Regions from separate parts of the Mus musculus genome. Here regions 2 and 3 are each linked to region 1. A link is a contact called in public HiCAR-type and promoter capture Hi-C data. All regions are on one chromosome and are shown on one strand. Each heading gives the region's core, a stretch centred on a gene start, on an enhancer-like site or on the middle of the called end of the contact. The rest is flanking DNA. Distances are from core to core; before and after follow the strand shown.

Region 1 (2,857 bases), core at 267-2,766:
TAGCTAACCTCGTGCAACATCAGCAGGCAAACAATGCCAAGCAACATCAGGAGATCCAATGGAATGATGGCAGTAGCACTTGGTACTGATGTCATGCCACTCGCCGGAATCCCAGAGGCACCGCACAGAATCACTCACAGGCCTTTGCTCTCCTCCTTGGCAGTGGTCCAGCTAGGCTGGAAATGGGGAGTCACCACAAAAGCCGGCAGCAGCCGAGCTGGGGAGACCCAGTGTGCTGCAACACTCTAAAAATTCAAAGAAACTTTCAGCTCTGCTGTTGGCATGCTGTGTGGGTACCGAGCCAATCCTTTCTTCCGTATGTCAGCTTCACCATGCGTAAAGAGCTCTCCCCGGGGAGGAGTAACCTCTGGGGGTAGAGACACAAGTCCCGACTTCTTACACATTATGCCAAGATTTTGTCCTTAGCTAACAGGTCCCTTGGTCTATAGACACACTGTGAAGCACACAGTCGCTTCCCCCTCACAGGCAAATGTGGATACACTGAGAACAGCAGCTCAAATGGAGAAGGAAAGAAATTCTCAAAAGTGGGGGCTGGTGCAGGAGGTTCATTAAAACCAACCCTTTGGGTTCTGGGCCTGAGCATGTCTTTTTCCACGTTCTCCTCCTAAGGAAATGTGGATGTGAGGGAAGGTGTGTCTTCCCTAGACAAGCATTTGGGTTAGAAGCAGGATACTGCACCGCATAGCAACAACAGCAGTAGGCCACCTTCCCTCCCCTTACACAGGTGTGCAGGGATCTCCAAACCTCTAGGGAGTCAGAACCCTGTGTTCAGGAGAAGGGGAAACCCCAGACCAGCTGGGACTTGGTGCTATTGGTAACAAGTAGATTCCCAGGGCTCAGAGTGGCATGGGCAAGATTGACATGTCAAAGGTGAAGGGACCCCTCAGCAAAGCTCTGCTTATATGCCATGCCACTCCACACCTCCCACCATGAACCCAGGGAACCACCCTCTACCCCCATCCACCCCCGTCTTCTCCTCGTGCCCAGTCTGCCCCTAGTGGGGAATCATTCCCTGAGGCATTGCCTGCGGGTTAAGGTGTTGGGCCCTACCTCAGTGGCCATCTTCAGGGCGTTCTGACCAGTCCTTGGCTGTCGCTGGGCTGGTTCAGGGGGGCTGTCCGCGGTGCTGATAGGAAGAGCCGGTGGGCTGGCCGAGGCCAGCGAGGGCCTGGGCGCTGTCCGCGGTACTGATGAGATCGCCGAAACCTGAAGCGCGCTCCTGCCGACCGGAGGGTCCCTGAAAGGTGGTCCGTGCTGTCCACGGTGCTGACGCGGGAGCCGGACCGGGGAGGCGAGGCCGCGCCGGAGGCTCCTCACCACCCGATCGCCTGCTGCCAGGGTTCCTGCAGGCAATGGCCCGGTTTTATCTTTGACAGTGGCAGCAGCGGCGGGCACGGGGGCGGCGGGGGAAGGAGGGGCCAGCGCCTCGGCGGGCGGGGAGGGGGAAGCCGCGGCCCCCAGACTCCGGCACCCGCCGGAGAGGAGCCCCGCCCGCGGCCACCGGCTCCGCTCCCGCCCCACCCCGTCCCGCCCCGCCCAGCGCCCCGCCTCTCCTGCCTGCCCTCCCCCCCAGCAGGAGTGCCTAGAGCGTTGCGCTAGCTTCCACCGCCTCCGGGGACTTCCAGAAGCTGAAGAAAGAAGATGGGCTCTGCTGCAAGGCACCCGGCCTGCAATACGGAAGGCCCCACCATCCACAGGCCGCCAGCCTCTTACCTTTCCAAACACCTTCAAATTCTCACTCTAACCTTCCCGTCCTGCCCCAAGCACTACCCAGCCTTATGGGAACATTCCCTTCCCTCTTTTCTCCTTTCTGCTTCCTTAAATGGGTAAAATCCCATTAGCTAGGGGAAAATGCTGCAGATATAAGAGAGCATTTTCTTAAAACACATACGCACATTTCATCCCCAGGTTTTCCCTAGGGCCCTTTCTTTTATGGAAGCCAGTCTTTCTTTATGATCCTCCTAGTCCAGGTCCCACCCCTTACACTTCTGTCTCCCTACAGCCATCCCAGAGTTTATACACACTCCCACAATACCCAATTACCACCACTAATCAAAAACCACATGCCAAACCGGTATGCCCACTCTCCAAGGTGGTAATTTGGCATTAGGCCTTCCAATCAAATGGTTTATCTACTTAATAAGCAGAAAGGAAACCCCAACACAGGTGTCTTTGAACACATCCACAATAACCCCAGATCTGTGTCTGAGGGGAGCTGGGTACTTCTTCTACAGCCTGGCTGCCCACAGGTCAGCAGCGTCGGCCATGACATAAAACTGGAGTAGGTGCCACAACAGGCAGCCAGAAGACCTGACTCCAGGTCAGACTTCTCCCGATTTCCTACCTTGATTAGCTGTCTCACTCCCTGAGTTTACGGTCCTCTTTCTGCAGGATATACTTGTTGCCCTTCTTCATTAGCCTATAGCTAGGGTCCTTTCTTCTTCTACCAAATTTCCCATTTAAAATTTCCAAACATACAGGAGAAGTTGGGGAAAAGACATTTGCCAGAACAGTCTAACTAACTCAGTCAGCAATAGTATTTTTACATTTGATTTTGATTTGTTGGCTTTGCTGACGGAAACTGGATCAAGGAGACGTATATAATTTCACTAGATTATCAGAAAGCGATAGATTCCACAGTTTTATCCTTAAATACTTCAGCACTCATCCCCTCAGAATAAGAACATTTTCCTGAGGCAGGTGTGATGGTGCACACCTTTAATCTCGGCGCTCCTGAGGCTGAGGTGGGTGGAGAGACGTGAGACCTTGTCTCAAAAAGCAAAATAACATTCTTCTCTGTAATCACAATATCATTATCATGTCTTTTAAAATTCCA
Region 2 (2,857 bases), core at 110-2,609, 500 kb before region 1:
CAGCAGACAGAAACACTGGAGAGGCTTTTATTAGGGGTGAAGAAATACACCCCAGCAGGGTACACACAGAGAAAAGGCCGTCTGCACAGCAAAGGAGGTGCCCTGGAACCCAAAGGGCCAGGGCTTTTAAGAGTGGGGTAAGCAAGGCCTGGGCTGGCCTTGAACTTGTCATCTGGTCCCTGGGCAGGCAAGTCTACTTGTTAGCATTTCCTGTAGGCTTCTCCTAACAGTTACCTAGCAAGGGCTAGGTGTGAGCCAGGAGCCAGGCACATAAGGACTGTTTGGGCTGCTGCTTCTGCTTCTCTGCCTCCTCCCTCCCTCCTTCCCTCCCTCCCCCTCCCTTCCTCCTCCTCCTCCTCTTCCTCTTTTCTCTTTCCCTCTCCCCCTCCCCGTTCTCATCCCCCTCCCCTTGTTCTCTCCCTCCCTCTATCTCTCCTCCCCTCCCCTCCCCACCCCATCTTTTTCCTCTCCACGTGTTCTTGCTGGCCACTGCCCTTCTTGCTCCTCTCTCTTTCTGTCCTTCTCTGTCCCCTTTCTTTCTCTTCCTCTACTCCTTTCCCCACACCCCCTTCCCGGGTCTCAGATAAACTTCCTTCTATACTAGGCCTGTCCTATGGCTGACACCTCAGAGGAACGCCTCAGCATGGGCCTGCTAAAGCACCCCTCTGCTGCAGCATACCCAGTTTTTAAAAAAACAGCGCTACTAGCCAAGAAAAACCTCGTCAGGCTTTTGTCCCAGGTCAGGAGGGTAAGGAGGAAGCCAGCCATCTTGGAAGCTGGCCAAAGTTATGACCTAGCTACGGCTCCGCCCCCATCTGTCTTTCTCTTGTCCAAACTGCCACACAAGGCTGCCCGTTTCATGATTGCAGCTCGCCACTTCCAATGCCTTTCTCCTGTAGAGGAGTGACTCCTGAGGAGTGGACCGGTCCTCTCTGTTCAAGATAGGGCACAGGGATTGTATGTATGGACTCATACTAGTTGAGGTAATCTACAGGTGTGAGCCCAAATCTTTGAGAAACTTTGGAAAACTGGAAAGGTGCCCAAACTGTCCATATCCTTCCTCCCAGCAAGACTAGCCTCACTGGAGTGTGCGTGAGAGAACACACACACAGCTCTTGGAGACGTGGGTGGCCTTTTCTGTCGTCCAAAGGCACTGAAAGATGACTGGGGAGGATCCCGCAACAAGGAGCAGTGGTCACCTTGCAAGGTCCCTGACTACCAGACAAGCAGGAGTAAAGTCTGAGTTGACAGCGCCCATCCCACAGCTTAGGATCTCGGCCCCGCCCCCAGGCTTCTGCCGGTACAGAAAAGGGAGGCAAGAGGAAGGCGGGGCCTCTGCGTTGGCTCCTCTTCTCCCTTAGCCCACTACCGGGCCTGGGAGAACCTAGTTAAATTGTTCTCTCTTTGGTCCCTACTCGCTTGACTCCTGGAGGCTACTCAGACTCTGCCACCTACTCGCTTGACTCCTCGAAGCTACTCAGACTCTGCCAGTTCTTAGCCTACATGCCCCCTCCTCTAGGCTGGCTTGCGCAAACTCAGAGCCGCAGAAGCTCGGACCCTGGGAAACGGTGGCCCAAGGCCAAGGCTGACACTGAACTGTAACTCCCAGCCCCTCCCCTTGCCTGGGCCTCTGGAAAGCTGACTGTGCAAGCAAATTGCTGGGGGCAGAAATGGCTGCCGGCGGCCGAGGTCTCATCAGGGCCTTGCACTCCTCTCCCTGCCCTACTTGGAAACGAGCTCAGTCGGGAGCCAACGGGCGCCTGAAGCCCGAGTACGATGCCGTGGTGATAGGAGCAGGTAAAACCAAAGAGGGCAGAGCCAGAGCTCAGGGAAGGAAGGCAGCGTTCTGCCCACCGGCCTTGGAGGGGCCTCCAAGGAGCCTTGCTGCTGCCTCTCCTATGGGCACGACCTGGCCGGGAGTTCCAGTGAGCAGGACCTGGGATGGAAGTCCTCCCTGGCCTGGGAATCAGGATCCCTGGGTTCTAATTCCACCCTGGTGTGCTGTGTGGACTAGAACGGCTCTTGCCTTCTGGGTTTAAACCTTTCTCTCTAGAATGATAATGAGTGACTAAATAAACGCAGGAGTTTCCCTGTATCTCCCGCAAAATGAGTGAGTTCCTCCCGGGACCTTATGCAGGAAGCAAAGACCTCCGGACTGTAGACAAATGAGAGCCAATCTCACTTCTGCGATCATCCATTGGAAAAGGAAGCCAGAGTTGTTTCATAAAGAGAAAAGGTGGTTGAGGGGTTCCCAGACACCCTAATGCATCCACAAAGGGTGTCATCTCCCATGGCTTCCCTCAGACATAGATACCTGCTACAGTGGTGGTCCTGCAACATCTTGCTGACTCTCAGCCTCAAGTACTAGGTTAAGGCATAGCCTAGGGCCAGGCTGCACTCCACACCAGGGCCTTCCGGGTCACACTTTTGGGACCTGAAGGCTTTTATTCCCAGCTGGGCTTTTACATAGATGATAGCAGGTTCACATTTTTTTGTGAGACGCATCACACAGCTTTAAATAAATGCTGGCCTGGTTTGGCTTCTTCTTGTGTCTACTGAGAACCACCCTCTCCAATTTGTGCACGCATGAGTGAGTGTTTATTATACACAGACTTGGTTTTTTTTATTATCGATACTAAAATAAAGATATGTCTCACACAGTTTTTACAAATCAAATATATGCAACTCTTGATTTAAATACCAAGTTGGTTTTTTTTTTCTTTTCCCATTGAAAACATCCACTCAACACTCCACTGTGTGAAGACGATGGCAGAAGGGCCCAGGCTCAGTGGGCTCCTGCTGGGTGGGCATCCCCCTGAGGGCTGGGGATTAGCAGATCCTGCAGCAGAAAGGGACA
Region 3 (2,857 bases), core at 193-2,692, 360 kb before region 1:
CTCACTTTTCAAGGAAGACCCTCACCTGCTGTCCACCGTTGCCTCTGGCCAGTCTTGCAAGGTAAGGACTTCCGGCCAACATCAATTCATTCATTGGGTTCCAAGGTATTTTTAGCTCTGGGCAGCCAGGCCTGGTGGGTGACTGGCAGCAGGCGGAGCCTCCCATGTTGCTCCTGGCTCTGCATTAGAGGTGGCTGGGCAGAGGGTGGAGGCCCCGTGCATACCTGGTATCCTGGTCCACAGCTGCCTCATTGTCCCTAGGGGAGGAGCCGGGTTTCTGCCTCTGCCACTGACCTGAGGCTGGGAGCATTCTTTCCTGTTGATTCATCCTAGGGAATGTTTTGGGCCCAGGTCGGGTGGGGCAGGGCCACTGGGGGGACATCTTAGACATGAGCAGCTAGGGGTGGACCCAGGTCTCTGGCAACATGGTCAAGGTGACCTGGCTGTCACATGCCATCTTGGCCCTCATTACCTCTGCCTTGAGGTCACCTTTATTTGCACATCTTCCCTCTTCAGACTTGGGTACCCCCCTGCCAGCGTCTAGCACTTTAGCCCTTTTTCTAGCACATAGGAGAAAAATCAACAGAGGGTCCTGAATGAAGAAACCGTTAGCTGTCAATCTGAGGCAAGGTGGGGGACGCGCCGCTCACTGCTCTGAGACTAGAGAGGATACTGGAAACAGTCTGCTCATTTCACACGTGAGGTTCTGAAGGAGCTGAAGACTGGAAGCCCGAGGCCTGGAGCCTGGTTGCTTCTTCAGCTGGGGGACTCCCCTCCGCAGGCCTTCCTTCATTTGTTGTGTTCCACAGCCTCTCATTCCCCTCTGTCCTCCACTGCCCTCATCCCCTGAACCTGGCAAGGACCAGGGACATCCTGGCTAAGTACCGGAAGTCTTAAGTTCTCTGCTGCGAGGTTTATGACTCTGGGAAGCAAATCCTGTCTCCTGGGACTGAACTTCATAATGAGCAGAGCTTTGCTCTCAAGCCGCCTTCAGTAAACCTTGGGGACCAGGTCACAGAGAGACTGTTACTTAAGCTGCATCACCCAACCACTGAACGGGGCCCTCACCCCAAAAGAACGCCTGCATTGCCCTGCAGAAGCAGCCCACGGGATCCAGACCTAAGACTGTGGGGCGCTCAGTTCTATAAGGTTAATGGGACACAGCTCCGATCGCCCATTAGACAGAGGAGAAAACCGTGCCTGCAGAGGCACTCGCAGACCGGATCCTTGCCACCCGACGCTGTCCCCCGCCATGCGTCTCCGGGACTCCGTCACCCCCCACGCTCCCCGCAGCGCCTGGGACTTCCCAACTTGGCCCAGTCCCGAGCTGCGCGCCTGGCTGGTGGCCGGCCGGGCGGGGCTGCCCGTGCACACAGGCGCGCCCGGGGCGGGGCCTGCGACCTCCCCCGGGGAAGGCCCGGACTTGGGGCGGGAGGCTGGCGGATAAAAAGCCCCCAGGGCGCCCCGGGAGGCCCGTTAGCGCTGCTCTGCCGTGGCGCCCAGCCCAGCCCCGACCTCCAGATCCTGCCGGTGAGCTCCTGCCTGTTGCGATCTCCTGTCTGCCTCTTGCTGTCTGTCTTGTCCTTTCTTCTGTTTCTCGCGGGTGGGCAGGCCTCTAGAAGCTCAGAGGAATGGGGGGATCCCATGGATAAGTCAGCCCAGTGGGTGGGTCACAACCTGCTTCCCCACTGGACAAGTGCCCATCATGTTAGGGGAGTTGGTTCAAGGCTACATGAGTGGAGAGAGCTCTGGCAAGCAGGAGTCTGGGTGTTAGGTTTGTGAATACACTGTGTGTGAACACACTGTGTGTAACCATTTCTCACCCTGAAAGAATGCTGGGGACGGAGTAAAATAGAACTAGATGTCTCTCCTGTGACTCGGGGCACTAAGAGCTGGAGCAGAGCTGGGCTCCCCTCTACATAGAGCTGACTGCTGGAGATGATGTGAAAGAGGGTTTGGAGGCAGAGGGCTTCAAACCCCACCTTCCCCAGCCCTATATAGGTGGGAGCCTATTTGTAGGCTCTGCTCTAACCACAGGAACGATGCCATAAGGGTACAGGGCCTAGACCAAGGCCCAGAGAGTCACAGAAAAAGGACTAGGAGTGACCCACAGCTAGCCTCTCAGGATAGCCGCCCCCCCCCCCCAAACCTCTAGGAATCCTGGGCAATCATCCTCTCGCAGCCTTCCCTCCTGGCCAGGGCAGGTGCCTGTGTCTTCAGACTTCACTCCAGTGCCCTTGCACTTCAGCCTGAGTCATATAGCCAGTGACAAGGTAGAGTTCCATTCACCCTCCCTCTCTCTCCCTCATCCAACATCGATCAATCAATGAGAGCCCAGACTGTAGCCAGGTGGCCTGTTTGAATTCTGGCCAGTCCAGCTATTTCATTTCCTGGGGCCCCGACCTTTCCATCTGTGAAATGGAGAGGCCTATTCAAACAGGGTCCTAGAGGCATTCTTATCCTGTGGCCCCCTCACCCATTCCCTTCTCCCTGGGGAAGAGAAAGGGCACCTTCTTTCTCCAAGACCCAGTTCTCAGCCCAGTCCTCCTGTACTCAGTCCAGTGGGAACAAATAGGAAGGTAGGATACTGGGAGGCCTTTCTGGAGGGAGCAGCATTTGAGCTGGGTGTTGACATGTGTGTAGGAGTTTAACAATGGGCCCTGGGAGATGAAGGCTCTGTCTTGGGAATGACAATGAGGAGACGAGCTTGGTGTGAGTAACAGTTCTGGGAACCTGGAGTGGGCAGGAAGTATGGAGGCTCTCCAGGGCCTGCATCCTGGTGGCTTGAAAGGAAGGGCACTGCCCTAGCTTACAGGCACAGGTCTTGCAGCAGAAGCCCACCCCTGCCTCTAGGCAA

The links. Promoter capture Hi-C pulls out the DNA fragments that hold promoters and counts their contacts. HiCAR-type assays count read pairs that join an accessible place to other places.
Region 2: a HiCAR-type map of astrocytes shows a contact between it and region 1, with 3 times the contacts expected there. The contact joins the promoter of Pyroxd2 here to the promoter of Golga7b in region 1. A contact is called at or near these places in 8 of 39 promoter capture datasets (cranial neural crest, embryonic stem cells, hematopoietic stem and progenitor cells and 3 more), 1 of 15 datasets of contacts at CTCF or cohesin (the NIH/3T3 cell line), 3 of 115 datasets of contacts at active chromatin or transcription factors (astrocytes, embryonic forebrain and embryonic stem cells) and 2 of 9 other capture datasets (adipose tissue and embryonic stem cells).
Region 3: a promoter capture Hi-C map of embryonic stem cells shows a contact between it and region 1. The contact joins the promoter of Loxl4 here to the promoter of Golga7b in region 1. A contact is called at or near these places in 6 of 39 promoter capture datasets (the HPC-7 cell line, the SN4741 cell line, embryonic stem cells and 1 more), 2 of 115 datasets of contacts at active chromatin or transcription factors (both in embryonic stem cells) and 3 of 9 other capture datasets (adipose tissue, embryonic stem cells and pancreatic islet).

Annotation. Positions count from the first base shown.
Region 1 is chr19:42,254,398-42,257,254 of GRCm38.p6, reverse strand. Golga7b (golgi autoantigen, golgin subfamily a, 7B) reads right to left here and starts at 1,516. Exons shown (of 5, transcript NM_027694.2): 1 at 1,072-1,516. The coding sequence starts at 1,083.
Region 2 is chr19:42,751,277-42,754,133 of GRCm38.p6, reverse strand. It overlaps Pyroxd2 (pyridine nucleotide-disulphide oxidoreductase domain 2), which reads left to right and starts at 1,359. Exons shown (of 16, transcript NM_029011.2): 1 at 1,359-1,797. The coding sequence starts at 1,671. It overlaps Gm19437 (a long non-coding RNA gene), which reads right to left. Exons shown (of 4, transcript XR_386719.3): 4 at 2,698-2,839.
Region 3 is chr19:42,611,391-42,614,247 of GRCm38.p6, reverse strand. It overlaps Loxl4 (lysyl oxidase-like 4), which reads left to right and starts at 1,442. Exons shown (of 15, transcript NM_053083.3): 1 at 1,442-1,530.